Regions from separate parts of the Mus musculus genome. Here regions 2, 3 and 4 are each linked to region 1. The links are chromatin contacts, called in public HiChIP or PLAC-seq maps. All regions are on one chromosome and are shown on one strand. The core of a region is the stretch at or near the end of the contact, and the rest is flanking DNA. Distances in the headings are between cores, read along the strand shown. Region 1 holds the start of Wfikkn1 (WAP, FS, Ig, KU, and NTR-containing protein 1). Region 2 holds the start of Amdhd2 (amidohydrolase domain containing 2). Region 3 holds the start of Noxo1 (NADPH oxidase organizer 1). Region 4 holds the start of Ilrun (inflammation and lipid regulator with UBA-like and NBR1-like domains).

Region 1 (3,566 bases), core at 311-2,810:
CTGTGCATTTTGAACAGTAGGAGTACTAAGGTCACACAGTCACCTTAGTCAACCCCAGTCACCTTAGTCAACCCCGCTGAATCCTCAAGGCCCCTGTGCAACTCTCATTAGCATTCCTACTGAGTAGGTGGAACAGTGTGCAGGCAAATGCTCTGCCATCAGAGGGCGCACCACCTTGGGAGCTCTTTGTCCCCTTCCCAGTCTGGGATATGAGGAAAGGACTACAGACAGGCCAGGGCTGGGAAGGTGATGATGCCATTTGCAGGGGTAGGTCAGAGGCCTGGGCCCACATGACTTAAGAAAAAAAGTGGTGCTCAGGCACGTGAGAGACAGGATTGGTGAGGTTGCAGTCAGTCCGGGAATTGGAGATGTTCTTGTTCTTCAGAGGACAAAAAGGTAGGGGTATCCTTTGAGCCCCATGTACATACAGGTCATGGCCACAAATCCAGGTAAATTGAGTGTGGAGGAACCCTGGAGGAAGCAGACTCCTAGGGTTGGGGTCTACTCCCCCCACTGAGGAAAGAACTAGGGTGGGGCCCAGGATCCCATGAAATGCCAGTGCTCACCTGGTCCCCGGTACACTCACGCTCACAGGTGCTCTGGGCGTCGACCCACAGGTGGGGGCTGAGCTCGTTGGGGCACATGCCAGGATGGCTTCCGGGATCTGGCAGCAGGTTGGTCTCCGAGGTCAGATGGATGAGCACGAAGACAAAGAGCAGAGGCAGGAATGGCTGTGGGGCAGGCATGGGGACCACAGGGCCAGGGAGTGGGAGTGTGTGGCCACCAGCTGAGACTCCCTATAGGCATCCACCCTATAGGGTCCTGGGCCCAGGATCACTACCCCCTACCTCAAAGGACCCTCTCCTGGGACTCTTGGACCCCGCAAGGCTTGAGCTCACAGGTGATGCTGCTCTTCTCTGAACCCTGAATAGTTATTCTGGGGCCTCTCAGAACCTGTCCACAAAATACTGGCTGGCCCTCTCCCAACCACTGTGGGTGGCTCCCAGGCTCTGGTCAGCATAGGACTGGGAATAGAAGAAGAGGAAGGGCTGGGGAGGGGCCAGAGGCCCTGAAGCCCAGAGCAACTGACCACTAGGGTCACCAAGGGGCGGAGAAGGGCCAGCTCAATCAGGGAGGGGGATGCTGTAACCTGAGCCCCTCCCTCTACAAGCTGGAGCCCAACAGGGATCAAAGTCTCCTTAAAGACCCTCCCACCCTCTATTCAGGGAGGAGGGGCAGGGCTGGTAAATTTCGGCTTTTGTCCTCTGCTCTTCAGTGTCCTATTCAGTGAGGTTGGATAGGGACCCAGTCCAGCCCCAGCTATTAGACTAGATTTTCTCCAAAGGCAGCCAAGGGCCACACCTGTCATAACTATAGGTAAGGCACCTTTCCCACTGGCATGGAGTAAGAAACCCCTAGGGTACTTGGCATCTGTGGTACACACTTGTAACCCCAGCACTGGGTAGGCGGGACACAGGAGGATCCAGATTGAGGCCAGCCCATAGCTACATAGCAAATTCCAGGCCCGTTTGGCCACATAAGAACATACTGTCTCAAAAAGAAAAAAAAAAAAAAAGGTCTTGGCATCTCACCAGCTGAGGGCACAACTCGGCAGGATTCATCCTCCCAGATGTACCAGTTTCTCTAAAACTGGGCTCCTGGCTTCTAGCTAGGGTCTGTGCCACTCAGTTCCTTCAAATGGGCAAGGCAGGTACAAAATAAATAAAAAGGCCATCTTATCTGGGTGGAAGCAGGTGACCCATGTGCACTGGCCATAGACAGTCTCATGGCAATGACTGATACATAGTGTAAACAAGAGCAAAGAGAAGCCAGCCAGCTGGTCACACACAGGCTGAGACACATGGGGCTCTCTGGGATGGCCAAGTGCACCTATCAAAGAGCAAGCATCCTCGGTGTTGCTCAGGGAGGATCTAAGTACATTCAAGCCTTGCCCCAACCATCCACCATGAAGGCCAGCATCCATTCTTTAACTGAACTAGGGGCTTCACTACCGTGGGGGAGGGGAGGGAGATCAAAGCTGGTGGCAAGACAAAGGCCCTGCCTGGAATCTGCTTTTCCAAACCCTTTCTGTGGCTCCAGAGGTCCCCAGGGAGTGGTTTTCTCAGAGACAGGAAGGAAAAAGTCTGTGTGACCCTCTGTCTGACCTCCTGACCCAGGAGGCAGGGTAATAAGAGCCTGGTCTGGTCAGGAGATCAAGAGATGGCTACCAGGCGCCAGTGTCTGCTGCCTTACAAAAGAGCCGTCGTTGAGGCAGCTTGTGGTGTTGAGGGGGCAGGGATTGCCAGGCCACAGGCTCAGAATGCAACTAAGGAAAAATGCAGGTGACACCTGAGCCAGAGGCCACTCTAAAGTGAACTGTCCAATCCCACTCAGTGGGATTTGCCTTCCAGTGTATGAGCTAGAACCCTGGGTGAGCATGGCCTGCAGAGGCCATGACCTGCTAGATGCTTTCCTGCTAAAGGCACCAACGCCAGGTCCCACTCACAGATATCCTTCATGTTGTGGTAAGCTATGTGCCCTGGGCTATGTATGAGTAAAGGCTCTGTCTAACCTGGCCAAGATCTGACCTCCGGAAACAGTGTGGCTTGTAACCAGGCCTGGCTACTTTGTGGCTGGGAATGTGAACCCAGTGGATGGATGGCTGCAGGTCAGCAGGGTCAGCTGCGGGGAAAGTTAACAAAGCCTGGGATCATTCTGTCAGGCACAAAGCCATGCTGGAGCATGTGGCAGAACACACCGCCAGACACCCCTTACCACCCCCAACAAACCACAGTCAGATGAAGCCAGACACAAGCTCACTGCTGAAGTACATTTACTGTACAAAGAAGTAAGAACAAAGAACCAGGAATAGTGGAGTCCACAGCAGCAAGTGTAGTGTTGATGGTGTGCACGCAGGCCAATCCAGGTCCTCAAAGTCTATACCATTCTATCGCGATTCCAGAGAAAAGGTCTCTGTCAACAGCAACAGGACTGGTGGGGAAAGGTGATGCTTGATTGTACCCAGCCTCTGGGTCAGGCTCCCAGGTCAGGCTGCTGCTTATCAGGCAGTTCCCACAACCATAGCCCCGTCCCTCCCTACAGGCATTGACTCAATCTCCCAGAACAGCAGGCTGGCGCAGCGTCTACCAGTGCCCTAGTAACATCCATGGTAAGATGATCTTAGGAAACGTGCACTTAGAGGTCCCCAGTCAGGGGTCATGGCTCCTGTTATGGCCAGGGCCCTGAGGGCAGGAGGTAGAGTTAAGCACCAGCGTGCCTGAGGGCTGTGTCACCAGGCAAGGACAGGGAAGCAGTCACACAGGACATCCACTGGGGACAGCATCCCCACAGGGGAGAAGGCTGCCCAGCCCAGACTGGGAGAGGAGGAGCATTGTGGGGGAACAGTCCATGGCTTCACAAGTTGCTCAGGCCAGTGAGTCCCTAAGGAGGGGCTTGGTGTTCCAGAGAGTGTCACTAAGAAACAGGTCAAAGAGATTCTAGTGACATGAACTTAAAGGCAGAAGGGCCACAAGAGGCAAGTCGCAGCTATGAAACACAGCCGAGGT
Region 2 (3,210 bases), core at 687-3,186, 1.7 Mb before region 1:
CTCTGGGTTTTGCCAGAGATCAGCTGGGAGAACCAAGTACCTTTCTGCAGTAGGACCATAGGTTGCCCTTGTAACCGTGGAGCACTGTGGGAGAGTTCCAGAAAGACATCCCTTGTTGACATTCAAGGAATGCTTGACATTGTCAACCACCCACTGACTGTTCTCACTCTCCATTTAATGAAACTGAGACTCAGAAGTAAGGTTGTCTTGAGTCTTCCAAGGGTGGCAAGTCAAGGGGCCAGAGTGACGCCTATGCAGCCCAGGGCACAGCCCACACTCAATACCCACAGTTCCCTCCTCTGCTTCTGTGTCTACACAACCAGAAAGGAAGCCACGGGCAACCACACACTCCCTGATCCTGTCCTGGAAGAAAAACTGGCTGCGGCGATTGACAACAGGAACAGAGAAAATCCATTCGAGTATGGATAACAGCATTCATTTACTAAATTCGTCAACTGTGTTGCATAAGAGAATACCACGTTTTTAAAGCAAGAGTTCAGGTCTAAGGGATAAACCCGCAGAGAACACATGAAGACAGCAACCTAAACAAGCTTCCTTAAAACTGGGAAAACTAGCCTGGCGTGGTGGCACACGCCTTTAATCCCAGCACTCGGGAGGCAGAGGCAGGCAGATTTCTGAGTTTGAGGCCAGCCTGGTCTACAAAGTGAGTTCCAGGACAGCAAGGTCTATACAGAGAAACCCTGTCTCGAAAAAACAAACAAACAAACAAAAACCGGGAAAACTGTGGGAGAACCTTACATGAAATTTGGAACAAGACAACAGACCTCCTGCTAAGATAGAAGGTGGAAGGGTGAGGACAGAAGCCAGTCCACAGCAACAGCAGCTCTTTCTGAAAGGCTTTTTCATGTGAGTCACACAGCATAAGCAGGTTAGGGAGGAAGAGCTAGACAAGAGACAATGGCTGTGGCAGAATTCCAGGCGACCTTAGTTCAGGAGACCCAGAGGCTGCCTACAGGGCGTTGGGAGGGCGTGGCAGATGAGAACCGGGGCAGGAAACGTGAGGACAACCGCACTGGCAGTTGCAGAGACCAGGCAGAACCCAACTGAAAGTGAGGCGGATCCCCCTCGGACCCAAGTCCAGGAAGCCCAGATTCGGGTGAAGGAAGTGGTCCTTTCCTGAGGGCCCCTTTGCTCAGGGGTAGAACGGCCTCATCTCACCTTGTGATAAACCTCTGGTGGGGAGGTGACCAGGGTGGGACAGAAGGAGGTGACACCGTGGGACAGGAGCCTCCGGGCCACTAGGGCGACCCCCGAACCCACGTCCTCCGTAGCCTTGGAGAAGTCAACACCAAATCCACCTGTGGCCACAGAAAACAAGGGGGGTAGCACAGTGCTCGGAGCTCCTGCCCTGGGTTCCCTGGCCCGAGCCAGGCCGCACCGTTGATCTGCACATCGATAAAGCCAGGCGCCAGGATGCGGCCTCCGCAGTCCCGCTGCTCATCAGCCACACGCCTCTCCTCAAAAAACAGCTTTTCTGGGTCCAGGATTCGGCCCCCGCGCACCCACAGATCCTCCCTGAGGGCAGAGTAGTAGGCACTTGGATCACCACCAGGCCCTGGAACCAAACCCTAGTTCTATCTCGCACCCAGCTTGTCCCTGCACCCACTATTCTTCTTGGTCCCGGCCACACACCCACGATAGTCCCGCCCTCCACATTCCTGCCCCTTTCAGGGCTTATGCCCTACACTATCCCCATCTCTGCACCCCGCACTGGCGTATCATCAGCTCTATACCCAGCCTAAGCCTGCACCATGCAGCCCAGACCTGAGGAGCGTGCCGCCACGCAGGATGCGGCAGTTGGTGAACTGGAGCACCGGGGCCCCCGCTGCGCACTGCCCGCTACGCATCGTGAGTCGCGCCGAACCCAGCAAGCTTTGGGCGCAAGCCGGCAGAGCCCGGAGCAGCCGTAATCGGAAGCGGGGCCAGGTCGCATCACGTGACTCTCAGCTGAAGGGGCTGTCACGTGGCCGCGGTGCTCACGTGGTGGCGACCACATGATGACAAACCCTGCCAGGCCCGCCCACAGAAGCGCCAGAACACAAGCCAGTCACATCCGAGAACTTTTATTGGACACAGCTGGGAGCCAGCTCTGAGGAGCAGTAGCACTCTATCCTCCACCCTGGCTGTTCAGGGCAGGGGGAAGGGTGGCTCCATCCAAGGAGTCTCAGCAACAGGAACCCCACAAGGCAACAGTCTACTAATGATTACTATATAGTTGGGAGACAGGAGCTGCTCCACAGACGCATGAATAGGTCAAATCTTTTATAAATAAACATCCAGTGAAGAGAAAAATGACAACTCTAGTTCATTCTTATACACAGGAGCACTCTAGGGCGATGGGTGGGGTAACCAGAGGCTGACTTCGTCACTGGTCAGGGGCCTGGGTGGGAGATGAGTGGGCCCGTATGTCCACAGCACGGTGCAGTAGGGGCAAGGCGGGGGCGACAGACAATGGGCACTAGGACACTGCACATTTACAAGACCAACTACTGAGGGGCAGCTGCCCGTGCATGTGTCAGGCTGTTCGTTCTGGAATGAGGAGGGGTGATCTTTACATCCTATCCTGTGACTGATGGTGGAAAAGGACTACTTTGTGGAGAGGATTAGGGCCACGATGAGACCGTAGAGGCCAAGCACCTCCGCAAAGATGAGGATCAGGATCATGCCCACGAACAGTCGAGGCTGCTGGGCAGTGCCCCGAACACCAGCATCTCCGACGATGCCAATGGCAAAGCCAGCAGCCAGGCCACTCAGCCCCACACTCAGGCCAGCACCCAGTTGAAGAAAACTCCTGGGGAGAGAAGAGACACAGGTTGTCAGCAATCTGCCTGTCCACAGGACAATGAAGCACTTCACCTGGGAGGAAAGGCCCAGCACTCACCTGTAGAGGGTGATGCCATCAGTCAGGGAGTTAGCGATAAGTACTGCCACCACCAGGCCGTAGATGGCGATGATCCCAGCCATAACCACTGGGATGATGGACTTCATGATCAGCTCTGGCCTCATGACTGACATGGCTGCGATGCCAGTGCCACTCTTGGCTGTGCCATAGGCGGCTCCCATGGCTGTGGGAGGAGAGAGTAAGTGAGCCCAGAGCAGCTTTTTCCATTCTGCTCCCCAGGTTCCCACCCATTACAAGAACTGAGGCGGGCAGCCAAGCAAGAGCAGCAGCCACTTCTCTTCCCACTA
Region 3 (3,647 bases), core at 916-3,415, 1.2 Mb before region 1:
AGCTAAAATTAGTGAGATTCAGATGACAGCGCCTCTGAAACTCTCTTACACAGATAAGTTGCACAGATTAGAGAGTCAGTACGCTAAACTCTTGAATACATCCAGAAATCAACTACAGAAACAAGTGTTGGCTCAGATGCACTTTAATCGTCAATCAGGCTGTTGCCCATAGAACCAGGCTAGATGCCCCTCACGAACTGCTGGTAATCTTCTAGTCACAGGAGCCGTCCTTCCAGCCGTCACGCCAACGCTCATCTACTCTCGAGCAGTCAAAATCAGGCTTGCCCAGCTTCCGATTCACCTCATTGTGCAGGCGGCACAGCCACTGGCTGAAGGATACTCGAGTGCTTGTGTCTGGCTGGTTCCTGCCTATCCTTTGAGAGAAGCACAGAAGGATGTAAGGAGATCCCGGCCCCTCTGTCTCTGCCAGTGTCTGGAGACGGGAGTTGGGGCACTGCTATGACCTATCTTCCTGTAGGGGGATGGGGGGGGCCTGAATCTAGAGTTTCTAGGTAGGGCCTGGCACAAAGGACTGTTTCTCAGCACCAGGGGCACAATGCAGCTAGAGCTCCCCTCACTCCTAACTGCTTCAAATAGCAAGTGCAACCTAGGTTAGGCCACTGAGAGTGAGGGATGTTTACTTCAGTCCAGTTTTTTTTTTTTTTTTTTTGGTTTTTCGAGACAGGGTTTCTCTGTGTAGCCCTGGCTATCCTGGAACTCACTTTGTAGACCAGGCTGGCCTCGAACTCTGAAATCCGCCTGCCTCTGCCTCCCTTCAGTCCAGTTTTTAAAGCTGGTAACTAAGCTGAGAGATTGGCTTGAGCCCCATAAGGAAGAGCTATAAGGACTGGGCTTTTGAGGAAGGAGAAGGCCCCCAAACCCCAACATCCCTTTTGGTGTCCCCTCTCCTAGGAACCTGTCACTTCTGAATCTACTGTTCTAGGCCCCTCTCTATGACATCAGCTATGCCCCCCCCCCTTTTTTTGTGTTTCTTTGAGACAGGGTTTCTCTGTGTAGCCCTGGCTGTCCTGGAACTCACTCTGTAGAGCAGGCTGGCCTCGAACTCAGAAAACCACCTGCCACTGCTTGCCAAGTGCTGGGATTAACGGCGTGCGCCACCACCGCCCGGCATCAGCTAGGCCCGCTCTAGGGACCTTACTGACAAGAGGTATAGCCACAACTTACCTCTTCCTTATGTCTTCCGCACATTCCTCGCAGGGGTAAAACTTGGAAAATATATGTATGAACTGGGCCATATCCTGTTGTTGTTCTGGCGTGGGCCTGTCCGGGTAATAGGCGGCCAGCGTATGGAGGAAAGCCCAGGTGTGGCGACCCAATTCTTCCCGATCCTGTGGACAGTCCTCCCTAAACTTGATGTCCCGCTGCAGAAGTAGGCCGACTAAAGGTCAATTCACTCTTACCCAACCAGAAAGCCCATAAAATTCCAACCCAGTGGCAGACTGCTTGCGTTGTACGCCAGAGGCCTTCGGTTCGAATTCCCATTATCACTAATAATAATCATAATAATAATAATAAAGGAAACAAGAACGCTCCCTTTTTCAGTTGACAGCCTACTAACTCGATCTGACTAGCCAGTGGCTGAAAGCGCAAAAGTTTGAGCCTAACGGTGTGTGTGGGTGAGGGGTAAACATGTTTAGGCATAGCCAACCCTGAGGGTTTGGGCCGTGCGGTAGCCGAACGGGAACCTGGAAACCAGGTGTGTGGGGGACCGGGACCGGGCGGCCAAGCGGGGCATCTGCACCTTCTGCTGGGTCCGCATCCACGACTTGAAGTCCACGCAGGCCCGGCACGGTCGCTTCCCGTGCTCCAAACCTTGCGGCGCCGGGGCCGCGGCAGGGGTGGTGTCGTCTCTATGCCTTGCGCCGCGGCCCCGCGCGTCAGTCACCAGGTCGTCGGTCATCTCGGAGCGCGCGCCGCCCGGCAGGAAGGAGAAGCGACTGCCGCGAGGGAAGCCCGCCGGCTCGCTGGGCGCCGCCATCTTGCTGGCGTGCGGGCAGCGGGGCCAAGAGGGCGTGCCGGCGACAGTTCGGAGGAGCGTGCACGCCACCGCCGGCGCGCGGCGGCAGGAGCGGGAACCGCAGCCCGGGGCTGGGCTCAGGCCGGGGCAGGAGGCGGGGCCTGGCGGCGGGGCGGGGCTGGGGGCCGAGGCGGCGGCCCGGGTCGCGGAGGCGTAGGAGGCCTCGGGGCGGGAGGAGGCGGCGCCGGAGGCCCAGGCCGAGGCGGCACTGGCGGCTGCGGCTCCGGCTCTGCGGGTACTCTTGCGCCTGGTGACCCGCCGCGAGCCCGGCGTGCGTGGTCCATGGTGGGGTTCAGGCTTCCTCCGGCAGATGTGAAGTGTGTCGTGGAAGGCGCGCTGCGGCTGTGCTGAGATCTTGGACTGAGATGAGTTCCGAGATGCTTCTCGCATCACCCCCATCGCTTGGCTCAGACACCTAAGGGCGGCAAAATTTGGGGTCTTCCTGCCTTACGACGTGCCCACCTACACGCTTCTCGGTGCCTTAGCAACGCGCGACGGGGCGTGGCCTCACAGAGACCAGACAGTACTTATTGCCAGAGGCTACCTGTGCCCTAGTAACTGTCCCCCACTGCGCAACCTTGAGAGAGGGCGTGTCCTCATCCTCTAGCTTGGATAAAAGATTATTATGCCTATTTTAATAGCAGCCTCAGGAATTTCTTCCTTTTTTTTTTTCTTTTGGAGACAGGGTCTCATGTAACTTGGACTAACTTTGAACTCTGTATGTAGCTGAGTGAAGATGATGTTGAATTCTTGAATCTTTTTGCCACCACACCACCTCTTCAAGTGTTTGACTTAAACGCCTGTGCCATCACAGGAAGAATTCCTTCCGCTGCCTCCATGTGTTCATTTACTCTTTCTGCAAATATTTGTAGAGTGGCTGCTCTCTCCAGGTGCTGTTTCCTCCACTGAGCAGAACAAGGAACAAGCCTCCCTCTTTAGCCTTTAACCAGTGATGCAAATGCGGAAAACCCAGTACACCAGAATCATATTTACAAAACTGATGAAAGCTGTGCAGGGGGTGAGGAGACCCTTAGGCACAGGCCTTTGGGATAAGAAATCAGCTCAAATGCTTGACATTTTACAGAAACACCAGTGACGCTGGGGGCAGGGTCTAGGGAAGGTAGAGGAGATAGAGGCAGAATCCAGAGTCCGGCAAGGCCTACTTATGACCATGGTAGCAACTGGCATTTTTTTCCCTAAAAACAGAGATGTTGGGCAATTTGGGACAGTGGATTTTGTGTGTGTGTGTGTGTGTGTATTTCAAGACAGGGTTTCTTAGTGTAACCAGTCTTGACTGTCCTGGACTCTCTTTGTAGACCAGGCTGGCCTTGATCTCAGAAATCTACCTGCCTCTGCCACCCAAATGCTGGGATTAAAGGCATGTGCTACCCCACTGAGAACAGATTTTTTTAAAGAGACAGGGAGGAACCCAGAGTTGGGGGCTCCTCTGTGTGCATCTGAGAGAGGCAGTGGCTAGATAGAGTGAAGAGCATCTAAGGTTGGGAGGGGTAGACAGGGGCTGTCAACTGAGTGGTAAGAGGGGCTCACAATTCCTCACTTTTCCAGCTTCTGTCTTCTGACTTCCAACATTTCTGAAAAAAAGCCAGAA
Region 4 (3,289 bases), core at 345-2,844, 1.9 Mb after region 1:
GTTTACCAGACACTAAAATATCAGCCCCATTCTTGTCATTTTTTTTTTAAGACCAATAGTGAAAACACTTCACCTCTGGTTCTCATCACAGATAAGCATCTTTGGAGTGGGGTGGGGGAGCACTAGGCAGGAGTAGGATAAAAATCTAAGCTTACAACCTCTTTTCAGACATTGCTCGAGGCACTGGGTGGACATGGAAATAATGGGAGTTTGTTCAAGGGATGCCAAGAGAAACAAGATTCCACACGTCAGGGCACTGAACGCTCAACACGGGGCAAAGGGCATGCACCCCCTTGCTTTTTGCTCAAATCCCGATTAGTTGCTTCACCTGAGAGCCTTTCAAAGGCCGTCTAATGGTCTCCAGTCTAATGGTTAAATTCCCGAGTGAACTTAACAATCCCTACTTGGAGACCAAGAGAAAGTATTCTTGCTTATCAAAAACAGCAAGTGCTGCTCTAAGAACCAAGACACACGTCGGTGCCTGGAGACAGCTCCACTTCAGCCTGTACAACCCAACTACAAGCCAGAACCCCTGGCCCCCAACCTATACATTTCTCAGTTTTCTGTCAACTAAGCCCATCCAATCAGTAAGCTCGTCAAAGTTCCCAAGGCCAAGCCTCTGCCCAGCACGCCAGTGTCTTCACAAAGTTCCTGCCTCCAAGATCAGCTTCCCTCCACTTTCTGAAGACTTTTCCCAGTCCTCGTCGCAGGCCTGGCGCTCCGGCGCCTCCATTAGATGTCACTTCTCCCTGGCACAACTCTTCCTTTCTCACCATACTCAGTTGATTATAATTTGTGTTCCCTCCGCCGCAAAAGTCGTTTTCGCCCTTATCTCCTCAAAGAGACACAAGATCTATTCTCAGCTCCGAGACCTCTCCCGCGCCCAGAGTTCGACCTCAGCACCTAACACACTCCCTCGAGTTTCCACACCGTTCTGTCATCCTCAGCTCCTACACTTCGCACCTATTTAAAAGGAAAACACTTCGCAACTCTCGTTTCCTGTGCTTTCTACTCCCAGAACACACGCTTTTCGCCCCAGATCGACTCCCCTGGCTTCCACCTCACCACTTCTCCCCTCTTCCCATGTTCTTCGGGCTCTGACTCCCTGCCACCTCCCGGCCTGGGCCCTGCCCTGCCCGGGAGTACTCCACGAGCGGGCTCCGGTGTTTTTGCCCTCGGGGCCGCGAGGCCGCTGCCAGCAGGATTGGCTCCGCGTGGGGCGGACTCACCAGTTGGTCATGTCCAGGAAGAAGGCGCAGCCGGCCGGGTTGAGCTGGAAGCCGAGTAGCCGCTGGAACTCGGAGATGAGCACGTCCTTGTCTGTGGTGCCCAGGCAGCTGAACTTCTGCATGAGCTCCGGATCCAAGTCCACGTCCATGCCCTCCATGGCGGGGGGCCCGGACGCACAGCTTCCACCGCCCCGACCTGCTTCTCCACGGGCGGCCGCCGCGCCCGGGCCCGAGCCCACGAAGGGCGGCCCGCTGCTGGCCGGCGCCGCGCGCACTGCTCCGAGACAGGCCCCAGGCCTCTCACCGCCTCATGGGCTGCGCGCGCCGCGCCGAGCCGCGCCGCACCGCACCGCTCGCTCCTCTCTCGCTGGCTCTGGGGCTCGCGCTCCCCCCCCTCCCACCCCCCCCAGCGCCCGCCTCCGCCGCCGCCGCTGCTGCCGCCGCGGTTCGCAGCACCGCCGCCTCCGCCTCCTCCCGGGCCGCGCCCAACGCGCACGCGCGGGGCCGCTCGGACCCCGCCCCTTCCTCTCCCGAAAGCCCGCCTTCAGTGACGTCATAACTCGGTGACGTCTCTCGCGTGACCTCACCGCGACAGAGCGGAGGGGGCAGGAAACGGGAAGCCGGAAAGAGCGGATACTGGGCGGGTCTCTGTCCTCGCCTGAGTCCCCACACTGCGTGGGAGGAGTCACGAGTCTGAGAGGTGCTTCGGAGACGAGCGACCCCACCCATGCTCAGGCTGGGAACCCGAAGTCGCCACAGGAACAGAGGCTGGGACTGGGGCAAAGGGCAAAGGGCAGCACAGAGCGGACTCTTGCTGCTCCGCTCTCAGGGGACTTAGTATTCAAACAGACATTTTCCCAAGGTCGCGGCGGTGCACGCTTAGTCTCTGGATTCTGACCTGAGTTTCTCATGACTGCCTATGTTACTATGCAACCTTAGCATTACGTTTCCAGAAAATAAAGGCAGCCTAATGCAAGCACCAGTTACAGGTCAGAGGAACCGATCCTCTGCAAAGAAAGGTCAATACCCTAGAATTTAGCAAATCTTGTTCTGTCTCTAAAATCCACGACCAAAAAAATGACTGTAGACAGTATCCAGTGTATCTACTAATGTGAGGCTCCATTTGAAGCTGAAGGATTAAGAAGCTCAGCTGTGGAGAGACTCATCTGCCCGTTCTGTCACCAAGTATTTTCTCAGTGTCACCTGTTAGATATGACTAGGTACAGGGATGGGGGTGGGTAAGAAACTGGGCAACTGGGGACTTGGCTTAAGCTGTTTCCCCGAAGGTATGAAGACCTGGGTTCCTGAGAGCAGAGATACTTCGCTCTTGCATATAAGGCCTGGCTGACAGCCAAGGGTGGCGGCACTGGGGAGGCAGGCAAATTTCTGTGTGTTTGATGCCAGCCAGAGATACTCTAGACCCTGCCTTTAAAAAATAAACCACCCCAGCACTCAAGAGGCAGAGGCGGGCTTTCTTCCTGGAGTTGCCTTTGATCTCATCCTCCTACCCCTACTTGCTGGGATAACTACTGTCACAACTACTTCTGAAAAGAGACTCAACTGAAGTCAGTGGGCCTGGGAGGAGGCTCAAAATCGCCTGGTGATTGTTATCATATCCAAATTTCAGAGCAGAACCTTGAGCAAATGCAGTTATTGCTGATAGTTTGCTCAACAGTTCAACCTGATTAAAGATTGACAAAATATGTTTACGGATGTGTTTGAATTGTGTCTATCTCATGAACAGCAGCTGTGAGATCATGAGGACCAGAGCTCAGGGTTATCAGTGTGACAGTTTGTGTATTCCTACCGTTGGCAGTGCTTCAGACACTCTCTTCTCCTTAGTCATGGTTTCTTAGGACATAAACTACCAGGTTAGCTTCATATCACATGCCTGTAATCCCCACATGAGGAGGCCGAGGATCAGGATGGAAGGCCACCCTTAACTGCTTAGTGAGGTCAAAGTGAGCCTTGGCTACAAAAAAGCCAAAAGACAGCCTCATATGGTGACACACCTGTGATCTCAGCACTTGGGAGGCAAAGGCTGGAGAATAAGGAATTGA

The links. HiChIP or PLAC-seq counts read pairs in DNA pulled down with a chosen protein or histone mark.
Region 2: an HNF4G HiChIP or PLAC-seq map of pancreatic cancer cells shows a contact between it and region 1. The contact joins the promoter of Amdhd2 here to the promoter of Wfikkn1 in region 1. A contact is called at or near these places in 2 of 39 promoter capture datasets (neutrophils and pre-B cells) and 2 of 115 datasets of contacts at active chromatin or transcription factors (large pre-B cells and pancreatic cancer cells).
Region 3: a contact with region 1 is called in a FOXA1 HiChIP or PLAC-seq map of pancreatic cancer cells. The contact joins the promoter of Noxo1 here to the promoter of Wfikkn1 in region 1. A contact is called at or near these places in 1 of 115 datasets of contacts at active chromatin or transcription factors (pancreatic cancer cells) and 1 of 9 other capture datasets (liver).
Region 4: a contact with region 1 is called in an H3K4me3 HiChIP or PLAC-seq map of stem cell-derived neural progenitor cells, with 10 times the contacts expected there. The contact joins the promoter of Ilrun here to the promoter of Wfikkn1 in region 1. A contact is called at or near these places in 2 of 39 promoter capture datasets (liver and pre-B cells), 1 of 484 Hi-C or Micro-C datasets (B cells) and 1 of 115 datasets of contacts at active chromatin or transcription factors (stem cell-derived neural progenitor cells).

The regions. Positions count from the first base shown.
Region 1 is chr17:25,879,298-25,882,863 of GRCm38.p6, forward strand. It overlaps Wfikkn1 (WAP, FS, Ig, KU, and NTR-containing protein 1), which reads right to left and starts at 1,561. Exons shown (of 2, transcript NM_001100454.1): 1 at 567-1,561. The coding sequence starts at 746. Rab40c (Rab40C, member RAS oncogene family) reads right to left here. Exons shown (of 7, transcript NM_139154.2): 7 at 2,817-3,566.
Region 2 is chr17:24,161,797-24,165,006 of GRCm38.p6, forward strand. It overlaps Amdhd2 (amidohydrolase domain containing 2), which reads right to left and starts at 1,937. Exons shown (of 11, transcript NM_172935.4): 1 at 1,786-1,937; 2 at 1,400-1,536; 3 at 1,180-1,319. The coding sequence starts at 1,868. Atp6v0c (ATPase, H+ transporting, lysosomal V0 subunit C) reads right to left here. Exons shown (of 3, transcript NM_009729.4): 2 at 2,903-3,086; 3 at 2,069-2,812. The coding sequence ends at 2,608.
Region 3 is chr17:24,694,069-24,697,715 of GRCm38.p6, forward strand. It overlaps Noxo1 (NADPH oxidase organizer 1), which reads left to right and starts at 2,166. Exons shown (of 9, transcript NM_001357836.1): 1 at 2,166-2,928. It overlaps Gfer (growth factor, augmenter of liver regeneration), which reads right to left and starts at 2,088. Exons shown (of 3, transcript NM_023040.3): 1 at 1,763-2,088; 2 at 1,186-1,382; 3 at 1-374. The coding sequence starts at 1,999. The coding sequence ends at 212.
Region 4 is chr17:27,818,948-27,822,236 of GRCm38.p6, forward strand. It overlaps Ilrun (inflammation and lipid regulator with UBA-like and NBR1-like domains), which reads right to left and starts at 1,595. Exons shown (of 5, transcript NM_001033279.3): 1 at 1,230-1,595. The coding sequence starts at 1,387.